Regions from separate parts of the Mus musculus genome. Here region 1 is linked to region 2. The links are chromatin contacts, called in public promoter capture Hi-C maps. All regions are on one chromosome and are shown on one strand. Each heading gives the region's core, a stretch centred on a gene start, on an enhancer-like site or on the middle of the called end of the contact. The rest is flanking DNA. Distances are from core to core; before and after follow the strand shown. Region 1 holds the start of Fam122b (family with sequence similarity 122, member B). Region 2 has its middle 18 kb from the start of Mir450b.

Evidence for each region. Promoter capture Hi-C pulls out the DNA fragments that hold promoters and counts their contacts.
Region 1: a promoter capture Hi-C map of the HPC-7 cell line shows a contact between it and region 2. The contact joins the promoter of Fam122b here to the enhancer-like site in region 2. A contact is called at or near these places in 17 of 39 promoter capture datasets (the C10 cell line, the HPC-7 cell line, cranial neural crest and 12 more), 7 of 484 Hi-C or Micro-C datasets (the C10 cell line, Th2 cells, bone marrow-derived macrophages and 4 more), 13 of 115 datasets of contacts at active chromatin or transcription factors (the NIH/3T3 cell line, the SCID.adh cell line, bone marrow-derived macrophages and 6 more) and 3 of 9 other capture datasets (adipose tissue, liver and pancreatic islet).

Annotation. Positions count from the first base shown.
Region 1 is chrX:53,267,240-53,272,631 of GRCm38.p6, forward strand. It overlaps Fam122b (family with sequence similarity 122, member B), which reads right to left and starts at 2,566. Exons shown (of 9, transcript NM_001166365.2): 1 at 1,637-2,566. The coding sequence starts at 1,734.
Region 2 is chrX:53,027,582-53,032,773 of GRCm38.p6, forward strand. No RefSeq gene overlaps it. Among named protein-coding and RNA genes, the nearest start is that of Mir450b, 18 kb to the right of the region's middle. Within about 2 kb of position 2,165, at least 4 of the 459 cell types and tissues checked have an H3K27ac peak or open chromatin away from gene starts, as enhancers often do. A contact at or near this core is called in the HPC-7 cell line, where this site is marked.

The DNA.
Region 1 (5,392 bases), core at 1,316-3,815, 240 kb after region 2:
GTTCCTGTGGCAAAGTCATGACTTTACACATGCTAAGCAGACAAGCACTACCAAACAGCTACATACCAAGCCCACCTTCTAATAAAGAAAGGGGTTCCCCAGCATAACAACACAAGTAGAAAATCGATCAAAGGAAAGAAATGGAAAATACATGCAAATGCATATTAAGTTACTCAGGAGAGGTGCTTTATTCATCTTTGTATAATATCACTAAGTGTCTAGCAGTCTGTTTTGCCTGTAATAAGAATTCAAGGATTTTCAAAACTGAACTGTGCTGGGCTCTAAGAGACCACTGACAATCCCTATTTCCACTATTCTCATTTTAAAGAGAAAACAGACATGAAAAGGTTAACTCACTCACTCATTAGCACAGCTAGTTGGTGACAACTGAGACCAGGCCTGGTCTCTTCTCCTCTTGTCTGTCACATCATGCTATCTTTCAAGTAATTACTTAAATTGTGGTTCACAAAACAGTGGGTTTTTTCCTCAATTGTCTAAATGCAGGTCAGTGGGACAGCCCAAGGCCTTAGCAATGGCTTGTTTACCAGACTTTCGCAAGACAAGGAGAGAGAAGGTGGGGTATCCACGAGAGACAAAGGGCACAGCTTCCCCTTAAATACCCCAAAACCCCTTGATGATACCATGGACAACATCATCAGTCACGTCATCATTCCCTCGGCTTCAAAATCGTATTTAAATCTAGGGGAAAAATGTACTTGCCTCTCTGTCAAAGACAGATGTTATAATCAGTTCAATTGGAGGCAAAGCATTATCAAGTCTTCAACTGTGCTTGAAGAAAGGTTTGGGGCTAATATTACTCCCATCCTCTGCTCTGTCCTGAATTAATGCCCTCTCTGTGGGGTCTCGAAATTGACCTCAGAAGAATTGTCTACTTACAAAAGTGGAATACAATAGTTCATTTAGGCGAGCCAACCAGCCTTCACCATCACAAGCTTCCACCTGAAACTCCCTGCTGTCTTGTTCATACAAAAACACAATATCTTGTCACTAAAATTAAAGGAGTGATTTTCCCCATTATTTTCTCAAACCTGTGTTTGACTGACTTAAGCTAGAAACCTTCTCTCTCTCTCCTTTTTTTTCCATTATAACGCATTTCAGGCAGCTTCAAAAACTATAAACACTGTAACAAATCCAAATCACTTAACAGGATACGACCACACCATGGAATCCCAAGTTATTAGATAAACTGTGATTTCTTAAAGCAAACCTCTGTTAATGCCAGGGTTCCTAAACTCAGCTTAGAAACAGCACCTCTTAGAGACAGGCGTCAAGTTACAAGCCTAATTCAGGGGATTCAGCCTGATTTGCCCTGATGGAAATAAGCCAGGGCAAGCAACCTGTCAGCTGAGCCAGGTTTCTACTACGTACATTCTCTTTTAGAACTGCACAGCAAGGCCCCCCCAGGTACAGGGAGGGTCCCTTTCTCAGACATGGCCAGAGTGTGAGGTCAAACTTTCCCTCCATCTAGGAAACCAAGTCACTATTAAGAAAATAAGACCTCAACCCCTCAGTTTGGAGTCTAGATGAACTCGAACTGGCACTTTCGGGAAGGAAGACTTCTTGCCCAGGGACAAACCTCTGATCCCCACACTCCGTCCTCCCCAGTCCAGCTCACCTGAGCACATGGATCAGGGGAGCACTGTTGGACCGTCTCAGGGTGGCCCCCTCAGATGTGTCAGCCTCAAAATCCAGATCCATTTTCTCCTGAGCCATTCGGATACTTGCTAGGCAACACAGCCGGCAGTGCTCTCGGCTCCTGGTGCTTTGCTATGGACTCACTGCAGGACTGAGCTGCTGGGGACTGGCAGCTGGGGGCGGGGGCTAATGGGCGGAGGCTTGGGAGCGAGGGCGGAGAAAAGTAGGAGAGGAGGATGCAGATGAGGAAGGATGTGGAGGGCGGGCGGAGGAGGATATAGAGCTGGTGTTGGGAGGGTGACAGGATGAAAAAGGGGATGGAGGAAAGACAAAGGTGGGAGAAAGAAAAAGAGGCACAGGGGTTGATAAAGGATAGATGGAAATGCAGGGCATAGCACTAATGAAAGAGCATAGAAGTGGGAAAGGAGGAAAAAGGTCAGGGTGAAGGGGCACAGGGATGGGAAAAGAGGAGGAGGGAGAATGTGGAAGCACAGGAGAAGAAAGGGGAGGAAACTAGGCAGTGGCAGAACTCAAGCTGTCATTTTTCCCGCCTAGGACCGCAAGCGCGGCTCGGCTACATTTACAGAGGCTGCCTTTGCAGCGCTAGCAATGAGGACTTGACAGCTGGCCAGGCGGCCTCGGCTGCCCCACCTCCACATGCTCAGGGTCTCTGTCCAGTCCGCCATGCTCTGGGCCCCGGTCCCCGGGGCCCCTCAGCGCAGGGATGGCGCTTTTCACTCCCTGGTCCCTGCCCGCCTGCACGACTCAGAAAAGGGATCGGCCCTCTGCACCACCGCGGCGCTGCTTCTATCTCTTATTGGCTCTAATGACCCGCGGGACCCTCTGGAGCTCAAATTGATTTCTATAACCTGCCGCCTCTTTTGCCTCCCACGCTTCAGAAATGGGAGCCTCCGAGGGGCCAGCTCTTCCGCATCTTGTCGCCCATTGGGCACTGCGCATGCGCCTTACGGCTGCTCCAATGATCCTGGGGCCAAGGCGCAGGCGTAATAGCCTCTCTCCGCAACCCGCCTTCAAAGGGGCGGGGCGTTTCCAGGGGGGCCCAAAATCTTCCTGCGTGGCATTGGTCCGGGAACCCTGGCGCCGTATTTCGAAAAGAGCCAATAGTTTGGAGACTGAAGCCTCAGTTTTTAGTAGTTTGGACTAATATTCAAGTGAAAGCGATTTTCACGTTATTTCACTACAAATTTGTATTCTGACCTTTGTGATCCACAGGCACTTTAAATATTTTTTTATGTGAAAGTCTTTGTGTGGGAATATGCGCGTGCGTGCATGCGTGCATTCCCATGGAGGTCAGAGAGGTCATTGGATCTCCTGGAGCGGCAGTTGAAGGCCGTTGTGAACTGCTCAACATGGGTTCTGGGATTAGAACTCGAGTCTCCTGTAGCAGCAGCAAGCACCGTTAACCTCTGAGCCATCATCTCTTCAGCCCCCCCCCCCCTTTACTAAATTCCTCAGCTCCATTAGACAAAAATAAAAGATTTGTTTTCTTTCCAAGGCTTATGGAGATTCTAGCAATCATAATATGATGCATGTGACAGCTGAAATTAATTTTAAAAACATTCATGGCACTTACTACATGCAAGGAAGTATTATAACAACTGAAAAAATATTAAATCATCTCATCTTAACCACACAAATATCTCTTCCTAGATACTTTTCAATCACCCAAAATTACAAAGTATGGGAAATATAATAGTTACGAAATTGGTTTGAAAATTAGCAAAACAGGGCTAGAGAGATGGCTAGAGAATGTTTGAGAGCTCTTGTTGCTCTTCCAGAAGACCTGAGCTGAGTTCTCAGCATCCATCTCAAGCAGTGCTTAAGCGCCTATAAGTGGTTAAGAGCATTTGCTGCTCTTGTAAAAAACAGGAGTTCAGTTTCAACCATCCACGTCTGGTGGCTCACAACCACACTGAATTTCAGCTCAAATGGGTCCAATGTTCTATTTTAGCGTGCGTGCACACACACACACACACACACACACACACACACACTACTTTTTTTTTCTATCTAGCAAAAATAATTTTCTCTTCAATTTGGTTGCTCCATAATAAAGTTAACCTATACAATTGTCATTTTACACCTCAACATTTATGCTTTCTGATTATAAAATGTGAATTTGTGTATTTATTTGTTTGTTTTGTGTATATGGATGGTATGGCCCACATCTGAAGCTAAATAAACAACTGGAGGAAGCCAATCTACTTCACCATGTAGGTCCCAAGGGTTAAACTCAAGTTGTCAGGCTTGTCAGGAAACTCCCTTATCCTCACGATCCATCTTGCTGGCCATATTGCGAAGATGTACAAAGAAGTTTTGGATAGATTCTCTATTATTTTCTTGGTAAAAGTTATTTAATCGTGTTTACTCTTTAATTGAGCTGATTGAAAATTTAAAATTTAAAGACATTAGGCAAATTAAATTTATCGGAGTTTATTTAACCAAAGAAATGACTCATGGTTGTGCAAAACTCTGAACTAGTAAAGATTCACAAAGCCCCTCACAACAACCATGTCCTTCTGTTTTCCAGCTGCATTAAAAACATCTCAGTAGTAGGGGCTAAGGTGGGAGGATTGTGAGTTCAGGTCTGCTTGAGTTACATAGAAAAAAAATCTGAAACTTTCTTAAATAAAACAACACAAACAAAGAAAGATGAACTCTCTAACACTGCATGCTACTCTGAGACAAAAGGATGGACCATCTAGAGACTGCCATATCCAGGGATCCATCCCATAATCAGCCTCCAAACGATGACACCATTGCATACACTAGCAAGAATTTGCTGAAAGGACCCTGATATAGCTGTCTCTTGTGAGACTAGGCTGGGGTCTAGTAAACACAGAAGTGGATGCTCACAGTCAGCTATTGGATGGATCACAGGGCTCCCAATGGAGGAGCTAGAGAAAGTACCCCGGAGCTCTTGACTCTAGCTGCATATGTATCAAAAGATGGCCTAGAGTCGGCCATCACTGGAAAGAGAGGCCCATTGGACTTGCAAACTTTATATGCCCCAGTAGAGGGGAATGCCAGGGCCAAAAAGTGGGAGTGGGTGGGTAGGGGAGTGGGGGGGAGGGTATGGGGGACTTTTGGGATAGCATTGGAAATGTGATTGAGGAAAATATCTAATAAAAATATTTAAAAACAAAAAAACAAAACAAACAAACAAACAAACAAACAAAACACTGCATGCTACTGCCTTTGCTCCTTACTAGTCTCTAAAACGTGATGGTAAGATTCTATTGCTGAAGATTTCAGGTCCTAGCTTATAGAGCCAATTTTACTTACTTACTTACTTACTTACTTATTGCTTTTTTATTGTATAGGTGTTACAATTAAGGAGATTGCCTTGAGTTTCAGAGAGACTTTGAACTTTAGACATTAAACAGTATTGAGACTGAAAAACTATTGGGACTTTTGAAGTTAGACTAAACGCATTTTGAATGAAAATATGGCCATGAGCCAGTGAAGAATGGGAAGTGGAATGTGGTGGTTTGTATGAGAATGACATTGACTTTCAAAATACTGTACCCATTCCCAGTGTGTTCTGTCTCCTTCTTTCAGATCAAGGTGTGAGCTCAGAGTTCTACCTGTTGTCATGTTTTTTTGTCCCACCATCATGGATGCTAACTCTCTGAAACTATAAGCCCAATTAAAAGCTTTCTTTTATATAAGTTGTCTAAATTGTAGTGTTTGGGTCCAACGATAGTAAAGTAAC
Region 2 (5,192 bases), core at 915-3,414:
CTTTAGTGATGGAGAAACTATTCCTCATTATGACAACCTGACCTGGTCATGTCCAAGCAGGCTCTGGGATCTCTGAGCTGGCCCCCAAATTACTTCAAGCCCTGGGACTGCCATAAATGCCTCCCAGCTGACCTCTAGCTCCTCGTTTCAGTGCCTTAACTCCTCACCCTGTACTTGAAGTCATTTGTGATTCACTTCACATGAAAAGCATGCATGTATACCTTATTCATATAGAGGTCAGAAGACAGCCTGCAACAGTTGGTTCTCTTCTACCATGAGGGTCCTAGAATGGAAGCCAGGTTCTTAGGCGTGGTGGCAAGTATCCTTGACTACTGAGCTAGCGTTCCAGCCCTATTTTTGTTTATTTTTACTATTTTTCAAATTTTTATTCATTTATTTTACTTTTGAGAGGAAGATGATCTTTTCCAAGTATAAATCATATCACTTCCTTCGCACTTCAGAAAACAAACTGCTCTGTGGCCTACAAACCCACATATAAGTTAGCCCCTGCTCACTTCTCTCTTTTATCCCTCATTACTCCTTCGCCTCCACCACAGCATCATTCTACCAGTCCCCAAACCTGTCTCAGCATCCTGCTTTCCCCTGCCCCTTCACCCTAACATTCCTTCTCACCACTCAGCAGAATGGCTGCTTCATTGGTCACCTTGGTGAACCCTGCCCTGACCACTGGAACCACCTCAACATCACATTCCATTATAGTTCTTAGCATTATCAGAGCCAAGCCGTCCTACAAAGCAACACCTACAAAGGCTAGCTTGGGCTCATCATAGATTTGCCTGAAAAAGAAAAAGGCCCAAGTGAATACAGAGACTTTTGGGGGTTTGTTTTGTGTTGTTTGTTTTTTACTTAGACCATGGAAACCAGCATGGTGTCAGCTCCCCAGATCCCAGGTCCCACAGGATTGCTCAGACAGTGGGTTGCTGTCACGGGAGGTCAGTTCCAGATTCCAGCCTAATGATTTTATGACCTGCAGCTGTACTCTTATTGGGGAGGCAAGGTCAAAAGTCCCATGCCTTTCCAGAACCCAGGAGGCAGCCTCCACAAGATAGGGAGGTGGGTGAAAAAACAGCCTTGGGACAACTCACAAGACTGTTCAGGGGAGGCTCTGGGGGGCATTTCTTCAAGACAGGGAAAGCTGAAGTTATCCTTGCCGATATGTGTAGAGAGGTGTTCCTGACACCACCTTCTATATACCTTAAATCATCTTTATATTACCAGTAATATATAGCACTATATGAAAGTTATGTAAAAAGTTGTTAGACTGTATTGTTGAGGGAATGAAACACAAAATCCTGTTCAATATGGATCTGATTTTGTTTTTCAAAAATTTACAATCTCAGGCTGGTTGAATCCAAACATTCGGAACCCACAGGTACAGAGGGAAAACATTTTTGGGGGGTTGAGGGTGAAAGAACCCCTAATTGTTGGTTACTGAGAGTAGTTAATATTTTTTACCATTATTATATGTCTGTTAGACAGTAGAACTGCTTTGATAAGAACTTTTGTTTTTTTTCTTTCATCTCAACTTTACAGATAATGAAATGCAGGTCCAGAGAGGGTTGAAGATTTTCCCAGATCACGCAGCTAGTAAATATCAGATAAGGAATTTAAACAGAGGCAATTTTATTCCAGAATCTTTCTGAGTAATGCACTGTCATTTAAGCCAAATTTTCTGTAGAAATGAATACACTAACAATAGAGGAAATGCATTAAGCTGATTGCAGGTAATAATCAGAAATTACTTAGATATCATACATGGCTTTTGGAGGGCCCGGCTGAACTTTAAGCATGCCTTTTGACTTTCTGTGGCATTAGTCAGTATTTTCAAAGGCTTATAGACCTTTTTACCAATGGGCTCTTCACATTTTTCTTCTGGCCTATTTTACAATCTTGTGGGCAGCTTCAGACAAAATAACTTTTTCGTATGGAGGATTATGGGTGCTCTTTGCCATTTGTAAATGTGAATTTTATAGACACCCCCAGCCACTTGAAAGAGAAATGCTTTTAATTTTTTTTATGATGATTTGTAACCTCAAGTGTTTCTGATAAACTGTCAAATTAAATTTCAAGTTTTTGCTTTATATTGTCTGAATGCACTTTGTAACGGGCTTCCTCATTCTGACTCGTGACTGAAGTGACTTTCAAACTTGATAGCTTTTCGGCAGCACTTCCTTTCCTAACACCCCCGCCCCGGCTGTCCCCCCATTCAAAGATTTGCTTGTAACACACATGGCTTCCTTTATCTAGAACTTTTACTTTGCATACATAGTGTATGTAGTGTGTGTGTGTGTGTGTGTGTGTGTGTGTTTGTGCTTGTTGAGGACAGAAGTTGTCATTTGATGGTTTCCTCAATCTTCATTTTATTTACTGAATTGGAGTTCCTTACTAAGCCTGGAGCTTGCTGATGATCTAGCTAGTCTAGCTCTACCCAGCTTGCCCTTGAATCCATCTCACCTCCAGGGTGAGTGTTGGAATTACATTTGGGCCCCAATGCTACCAGTTTTTCTTTCTTTCTTTTTAAAATGTAAGATCTAGGGATCCTAACTCTGATCTTCACTTTTCTTCTTTCTCCACTGAGCCCTCCCTGGAACTTACTGCTCTCCATTTTCCCACCAGCCCTTGTGATCTCTTGTCACCTGTCTCTCTCTTTTTGGAACACAGGACATTACAGACTCACCTGTATTGTCCTTTCCCTGGTCTAGACTCAGGCATTTTCTGATGAGCCCTGGTTCCTTTAAAAGGAAATGGAATTAGAATTGAAGATCTGGGCACTGGGGATGCTCATTGCTGTTGGAATGTCATTGGTTGTAGGGTCTCTCAGGGGACAGTGCCAGGTAAAACAAACAGTCATACTAATCCTTTCTGTCATATGTCAAAATCTGTTTCTGTGTTTGTCTAGGTACAGGTTAAAGTAAACACACATCTACCCTGCTCCACGCTAGGGTAAATTAATAAACAAGTTTCATTCTAGTTTCCCCTCTTTTCTAAAAACTCTATTTTTCTTTAAGCAATTTTTATTTGTGTGTATGATGTGTGGAGGGTACATTTGTGCCACAGCATGTGTGAGGAAGTCAGAGGATCACTGTGAAGCAGATCCTCTCCCACTGTTATGTGGGTATTGATGATTAAACTCAGGTTGTCAGGGTTACACAGCTAGCTCTTTACCCACTGAGAATCTTGGCAGCTCCTCTTTCCTTATTTTCAATTTGTTTCTTCAACAGTGAGAGCTATGATTCTTGGTATATACTCTATTCCCTCATTTACTTTACCTTAGTATCATGAAATTACACATACTGGTAACAAGCTGACTAGACAGTTATGCATGTATAGATCTTTTATTCCTAAATCTTTTGGTACCCAATCAAAACTTCATGTTTTCCATAACCACTTAGTTATTTTCTTCTCCCCCAATTTGAATATCACTGTGTTATTTGTAGCAGTTTGCTTGGCTGGAGTTTATATCCTATTATGCCCTCATTTACCATTCTGTAATTTTAATTCCTATTAGGACAAACCCAAACAAGTCAGAGCCATACAGAAAGGTCTAGTCAAAGGAACTTGGTTGTGTGTCAACTGTTTTCAAAGAACTTGATACTCTCCTCATGTCTCATTTGCCAGAGTGGATGTTCAAGCTTATATTTTTAAAATATGTGCCATATCTACTATCTATCTATCTATCTATCTATCTATCTATCTATCTATCTATCTATCATCTATCTATCTATCTTGAGACACAGTCTTACTCTGTAGTCTTGGCTAGCCTGGAACTTGTAGCTTGTAACTAATTGGCTATGTAGACCAGGCTGGCCTCAAACACCTAGAGATCCATCTTCCTCTGCCTCCTGAGTTCTGGGATTAAAGGTCTGTGCCACCATGACAAGCCTTAAAATTAACTTTTAATTTTTATTGTGGGACAGCTCCATACATGTCTATAATAAACTTAGAGCTTTTTCTCCCCCAGTGCTCTATATTTATCCTCCTTCCTTCTCCTGAGAGTCTTCTTGTTGGTCTAATGAGAGGCTCTTGCTACCAAGCCTGAGGACCTGAAGTCAGTCCCTGGGCCTGACGTGGCGGAAGGAAAGAACTGATTCTCAAGAGTTGTCCTCTGACCTCCACGTGGGTGCTGTGGCGTGATCACACTGGAACACACACACACACACCACTACAACCAAACAATGAATGAATACATAACATAAAAAGGAATCTTCAGGTTCTAACAAATTTTTCCTCGTAATTCTCATATGGATTTTTAAAGCCCTCTTCTGAGTCATCTCCCTCAGAATACATTAAACCTTTCCAGGTTTTGATAAGGCTGGAAGACTCGGAGACTCGGACGTGGGAAACATCTAGGAATACCTGCTGTGGTCTCTAGTGTTGAAAAAGTAAAGTTTTGTGCTTGTTGAGAGAAAAAAATAGAGATCACGGAGAAAGTTTTAGGTGGTCTTTTGGGTTTTTTTTTTTGGCATTCTGGTTTTTTTAGGGGCTAGTGTAGCCTAGGATTGTCTCAAAAGCTTTACAGACTTGAGTGTGGCCTTGAAATACTGATCCTCTTACCTCAAAAGTGCTACGGAGTACTTGGGAAACCTGCTTCCTTACAGTCAGTCCCCAGAACTCACAGAGAGAAGCCAGGCTTGTGTGGAGCTCAGTTGGTAGAGTGCAGGCTGATGGTGCACAAGGCCCTGGCTTTAGTCACCCACCAGTCCCCACATTTTTTTTAATTTCTTTTTTTAAAAATGTTTTTTATTATTACGTATTTTCCTCAATTACATTTAGAATGCTATCCCAAAAGTCCCCCATTCCCTCCCCCCGACTTCCCTACCCACCCATTCCCACTTTTTGGCCCTGGCATTCCCCTGTACTGGGGCATATAAAATTTGCGTGTCCAATGGGCCTCTCTTTCCAGTGATGGCTGACTAGGCCATCTTTTGATACATATGCAGCTAGAGTCAAGAGCTGCGGGGTACTGGTTAGTTCATAATGTTGTTGCACCTACAGGGTTGCAGATCTCAGTCCCCACATTTTGTAAGGTGAAAACCAACACCTGTAAGTTGTCCTCTGACCTCCGAACACTCACTATTAATTGGGAATTTCTCCCACCCAGTAAATAGATAGAACACCGTTGTCTTCGATATAATAGTTTCACAATTGAATACTACGTGAGCTCTTAACCA